Linked DNA regions of Mus musculus: region 2 is linked to region 1. Evidence: chromatin contacts called from public HiChIP or PLAC-seq data. All regions are on one chromosome and are shown on one strand. The core of a region is the stretch at or near the end of the contact, and the rest is flanking DNA. Distances in the headings are between cores, read along the strand shown. Region 1 overlaps Slc1a5 (solute carrier family 1 (neutral amino acid transporter), member 5). Region 2 overlaps Eml2 (echinoderm microtubule associated protein like 2).

The links. HiChIP or PLAC-seq counts read pairs in DNA pulled down with a chosen protein or histone mark.
Region 2: an RNA polymerase II HiChIP or PLAC-seq map of embryonic stem cells shows a contact between it and region 1, with 5 read pairs. The contact joins two enhancer-like sites. A contact is called at or near these places in 2 of 115 datasets of contacts at active chromatin or transcription factors (embryonic stem cells and stem cell-derived neural progenitor cells) and 1 of 9 other capture datasets (embryonic stem cells).

What each region holds. Positions count from the first base shown.
Region 1 is chr7:16,782,872-16,785,597 of GRCm38.p6, reverse strand. All of the region lies in intron 1 of Slc1a5 (solute carrier family 1 (neutral amino acid transporter), member 5), which reads right to left. Among named protein-coding and RNA genes, the nearest start is that of Slc1a5, 2.9 kb to the right of the region's middle. Within about 2 kb of position 1,392, at least 109 of the 459 cell types and tissues checked have an H3K27ac peak or open chromatin away from gene starts, as enhancers often do. A contact at or near this core is called in embryonic stem cells, where this site is marked.
Region 2 is chr7:19,200,755-19,203,731 of GRCm38.p6, reverse strand. Eml2 (echinoderm microtubule associated protein like 2) reads right to left here. Exons shown (of 22, transcript NM_001347582.1): 16 at 2,541-2,608; 17 at 2,079-2,167; 18 at 1,805-1,902; 19 at 1,136-1,223; 20 at 660-755. Among named protein-coding and RNA genes, the nearest start is that of Gpr4, 10 kb to the left of the region's middle. Within about 2 kb of position 1,406, at least 33 of the 459 cell types and tissues checked have an H3K27ac peak or open chromatin away from gene starts, as enhancers often do. A contact at or near this core is called in embryonic stem cells, where this site is marked.

The DNA.
Region 1 (2,726 bases), core at 143-2,642:
TGGCTTCCTGGAGAGTGGCAATGGGATTCTCTCTTGGTGGCTTAAGAAGGGGATCATAAAGTACTTAGACTGCAGTCACATCCTCCACACATACAACTCCACCCTACTTTTTTTTTTTTTTTTGATAGTGTCTCACTGTATAGCCCTAGTTGGCCTTGAACTCACTGAGGAGATCCACCTGCCTATGCCATTGTGCTGTGATTAAAGGCCTGCGCCACGGTGCCTGGCCATAAACATTTAATTACTGGGGGGGGGGGGGGGGGGGGAGGAGGAGCATGTGTGCCCCTACTTGTGTGCAGGAGTCTGTTTTCTTCATCTCTTGTGACCAGAGAGCAACCTCAAGTCATCAGGCTTGGCAAAAAAAAACAAAAACAAAAACAAAACCTTAAGCCCTGAGCCTAACCCCCACCAATCTCCCACCCCCCCCCCGCCCCCCATGATAGAACACAAGGACCTTGCCCACTCTACTACTGATCTACATCCTCAGAGCTACTTTTATTTTTTGAGACAGGGTCTTGCTAGGTTACCCAGGCTAGCCTTAAACTGTGTGAGCCCAGGCTTGCCTCAGACCTGTGGTCCTTCAGTCCCTTGGGTAGCTGGAGGTACAGACAGTCTAACACAGGCCGGCCAGCACACCTTTTCCAGGATGTGGGAGTTTCAATTGGCCTCTTCTGGCCCCAGGAAGTTGAGGTTTCAGAACCAAGGGGAGGTAGGGGTGGGAACTAGGCTTTTGAGAGGCAGGCAAGGGCAGGGTCACACCAGACCTCAGCTCCACCCCCAGCAACCATTTAATACCCTGGGCGTCTTGCATCAGCTCCTTCCTGGAGGGCTAAGGACAGGGTGATCCCTAAGGAGCAGGCTGGTGGGTCTGGTGGGTCGGAAGGCATGGGGAGGACCTGGGCATAATGGATGGTGGCCTGGAAGGCTAAGCCACACGGGGTGGGACCGCTGTTCCGGTTATGAATATGCACGTGTCCTTGTATGGCTGCTCATGCGTGGCGGGTGTCTGCCCAATGCCAGGTGGCACAGCTACTGCTTTACATCGTCCAACTCCTTCTTAACTGAAGTGGACTCCAGGTGTGTGGTGCAGGCATGGGGACAGCTGAAAGGACAAGGTTACACAGTATGACCCCGTCTAAAACCCCATGGATAAGTAAAGGAAAACTAAGGCACAGAAAGGCAAGAAACTTTCTCAAGAGAGATTGTCCTTGTTCTTGGGAGTTGAGAGGCCCTCATGTGGTCCGGGATGGCCTAGAACTCCTGATCCTCTTGCCCCCGCCTCACCGTGCCGGGGTCTGGCAGTGTGGGGCAGCCATGTCTGACTTGTACTACCTACCCTCTTGAACACGGGCTTAAGCATTCACATGGCCAGGGGCGGGATTGAAGGTGGCACCATGCCAGTGGTGATGCATGCCTTTCCAGCACTCAGGGGACAAGAGGCAGGTCAGGGATTTCTGAGTCCCAGGAACAGAGAAACCCTAGCTCAGCAATCCCTCCCCCTGCCCGGGAAAAAAACAAAACAAAACACCTTAAAAGAAAGTGGTCCTGTGCGGGAGACTGGGGGGTCAGGGGAGCTAGATGAAGATTCCCAGCATGCATATGGCAGCTTACAACGACCTCTAACTTCAGTCCCAGGGAATCCAATAACCTCTTTCGGCATCTGCAGGCACCAGGCACACATGTAACGCACACACATACACGCAGGCAAGACACTCACACACATAAAATAAAAGCGTAAAGAGTATCCAGTCCCTCGTGGGTTGTATGTGTGCCTCCCAGCTGGTTTAAGGCCACGCGGGCTTCTCAGTGCCTAGGTTTACATGCTTGAAAGCTGGGCGTGAAGTATCCTGGCCTAGAGAGTGTGAGTTCCAGCTGTTTTGAGCTTGCCTGGGAGGAAAAGCCTCAGCTCACAAACAGCCTGAAGGTGGGTGTGCCGCCTCGCCACCCAGGGCAGGGCCCAGGATCCAGCTAATCTCCATCAGCCAGAAGGCATCCTCAATACGGACACCAAGGGCACAACCCTTCATGTCATCCCATACGATGGCCCAGAAGCAGAGGATGCCCGGTTTTCTGACTCACGGTTTCCACATCCCCACCACCCCACCCACCTCACTTCTCTCTTCCTTCCAGGAAGTCCCCAATCTGAAGATACTGAATCAGAGGCCCTCATGGCAGGACCACGTGGACCGGGAGTCTAGAGTCCTCCAAAGTGGGAAGGGTACAAGGATAAAATGTCACTCTCTGCTTTGGGGAAGGCACTGAAGGGGACATACAAGAGGAAATGAGATGGTAGGGCAGGGAGGGCGAAGGCACCGGAAGTCTGACTGCCTGGCCCAGGTGAACCAAGTAGGGTTAGAGGGAACAAGAAGCTGTGTTCCGGGGACATTCGAGCACACTCCTATCGCTGGGAATCAGGCAGCCTCTCACATCACCATTGGGCCTCCACCGGCTCATAGGAGTGAAAAGGTCACAGACCCTGGGTCCAAATCCTTATCCAGGAGCCTCATCTCTGCCCCTCTGCCACAAAAGAATCCCTCCAGAAGTTTGCACAACGTTCTTGTTTGTTTGTTTTTGTGGTTCTTCATAACTTTCATGGGGGGGGGGTGGCTCTTCTTAGGGCAGTCCTTGTATCTTTTATAACACTTCCCTTGCAAGCCAAGGAAGGAGGCCGAGGCAAGAGAGCAGCCTGAGATACTTGTAGCAGACTTGTTTTCAGTAAGCTAAAT
Region 2 (2,977 bases), core at 157-2,656, 2.4 Mb before region 1:
GAAAGAAAGAAAGGAAGGAAGGAAGGAAGGAAGGAAGGAAGAAAGGAAGGAAAAAGCGGGAGTTATAGTTCAATGGCGGAGTCCCTGCCTAGAACCCCCACAGTGAGGGGCTGGGGGGTGTGGCTTGATCCTCCACACCCCAGCTTAAATAGCTCTCATTCCAGGAGGTCCTCCCTAACTTCTTCAAAGAGTTGGCCCAATACCCCTTCTCTAGTGCTACTTCACCTTTCTCAGCTACTCCCTATGTGGGTCACACTGTTTGGAGAGAGCTTACTGTCCTCACTTGACCGCGAGCTCCAGAAAAGCAGACCTGAGACTGTCATGATCACCACTATATTCCAGCACCACCTAGGCCAATGGTGCTCATGCAGCTAGTGACAATGGCTTGGGGACCTGAGGGAACAGGTAACTTAGAGGGGCTTTGGCGTGGAGCTCTCTGAGTCAGGTGCCTCCCATGAATTTAGTTTCATTTTAAGCTCTGAGGGACTTTAGAGGTAATTTCCCTCAGTTCTTCCTCTTCTGCTAGTACCATCCAAACAGTTATAGAGTGAATTCCCGGCCTGGAAGCCACCCGTATATAAGACTATGGAAATCACAAGTCAAGGTTATTTCTCAAGAGTTCTGGTCCTCAGTGGAAACTTCCCCATTCCAGAACTTACCAAACACTCCAAAACCCAACACACAAGTGGCGGTAGCCCATTCCACGTTTCTCACGGTGTCTGCACTGGTGATTTGCTTACAGGTGACGGGGTCCCCTGGGGCAGACAATCAGGAGAGGTGTTAAGGGCCTGAGGTACTACCTAACTAGCCAATCTATTTCCCAGCACTGAGGTTCAAGACATTCAAGACAGAGGGGTTGAAGGTCCCTGACTTATTTCTGTCTCCCTGGACCAGCTGAAGGCTAGATTTTGGGTGCTGACAGGCTAAAACCTGAGCTGGGTATATTTGCATAAAAGCCCTGCTGTCCATTCATCAAAGCCAAAGGGAACTAATAGGGTGCGCCAGGAAAGCAATCACATAGCTAGAGATTGCAGTTTCAAATCCAATCAGTTTGGACTAGCTCAGAGACCTGTATGCAAATCACATGCAAATAAGCGACAGAAGAAAGGAAACTGGCTAGTGTCAGAGAACTCACAGTACAGAATCTCGTAGTCTCCAGAGTTGGTGACAAAGCAGGTGCTGTCCTGGGCCCAATCCAGGTGGGTGATAAAACTGGAATGGCCCTGCAGGGGACGCAAGGGTCACTTAGAGCATAGGAGAGGGTTGAGCCAGGGAAAGGGGATGGATTAAATCAAGATTAGGAGGCAAAATACACAGAGTGGGAACACATTGGACTAGAGGGAAGGATACACAGGCCTTCGGAGGGTGGGGGCGGGGCTAGACTACCAAGGGCGGGTGAGGGTGTGGCAGACTGTGATGGGCGGGGCCGACAAAAGAGCTTAGAAGACAAAGGCAATTTAGAACAGGTGGGCAGAACTCCACACAAGGGGCGAGTTTTGAATGCGAGGGGCTGGGCTACACAGAGGTGCTCTTGGGATGGGAGGGATAGGTTTAGAATGCAGGGCCGGGGCTACAAATGGGGGCGGGGCTTGGAAGGTGAAGGTTGAGGCTACACGAAAGGGTGGCTTAGAACACAGTAAGGGATGAGGATGGGGGCCGACTGTGACGCCTTGACATAGTCAGGGCAAGAAAAAAAATCAGCTGCGTTCTAAAGCTGTGGCTGGCTCCCTTGTGGTAGAAAAAGTTAATTTTGCACCCCACTGGGCGGGGTGGTGGCGCGGGCTGGGGACCACTGCCCACTCACCGAGCACTTGCCCAGGCGGCTGACCTTGCGGCCACCCTGGTCCACCGTGTACACGTACACCAAGTTGTCGTGGGAGCCCACAGCCAGGTACGCCCCGTCTGGGGAGGGGGAGGGGCTATGAGGAAGCACCCAGACTCCGCCCCTCCCCCACAGTCCCCGCCTCCCTCCATGACTAGACCCCCCCATGGGGGGGGGGCTGTAGCCCCTCAACCCCCAGCCTGTACCGCTGAACCTCAGTCCCCAAGGCCCTGCCTCCCCAGGACCCCAGGCCTACCTGGTGAAAAGCTGACCACGGAGATCTGCTCATTGCCATCTGTGTGGATAGCCACCAGGTCATGGGTCTCTGTGTCCAGTAGCAGCCACCTTAAAGGAGAAGGCATAATGGGAGGGAAGGATGAACCGCTGCTGATGGGGTGCCTGAAGGAGTGCCTCCCAAATGCTGGATTGAGAGGACAGAGCCAGACTACCAAGGTGGTGCCACACAGTGAGGAGTGAGGCCAGGCTGTGTGACAGGCTGAGATGAACAACATCTACCCTCCACTCCTAGCCCGCTCCATCTCTCACCTCATCCAGCTTAGAAGCCTATGGCAATAAACAGGTTGGCAAAGACCCACGGGGGGGGGGGGGTTGGGGGGGAGGCCTTTGAATACAAGGGGTGGGGTGGCCTTTAGGATTGAAGCAGCAGGTTTAGAATGCTGGGGCCTCAAAGGGCAGTGAGATATTAGAAAAGTAGTACCTGCCGGTCACTGTGCCCACCGCTAGGACGGAGCCACTGGGGTGGAAGCCAGCCGAACGGGCAGGGTCCTGGGAAGGAAAGGAAAAGAGCTGGGGTCCCAAGTCCAACTAGGTACTCCCCAGCTCAGAACCAGTTCCTAGCATGGCCTGAGGTCCTCTCCGATGCCTTACAGAAACCACCAGAAGCCATCCCCATTTCTTGGGTATGCTAACCTAAGAGAAACTTATTCTGCTGGGAATTGAACTACGGACCTCTGGAAAAGAGATCAGTACTCTTAACCATTGAGCCATCTCTCCAGCCCCAAGGTACCTTTCTTTTTTTTATGTATGTGAGTGCACTGTCACTCTCTCAGTCATGCCATAAGAGGGCATCAGATCCCATTATAGAGGGTTGTTAGCTACCATGTGGTTTCTGGGATTTGAACTCAGGACCTCTGG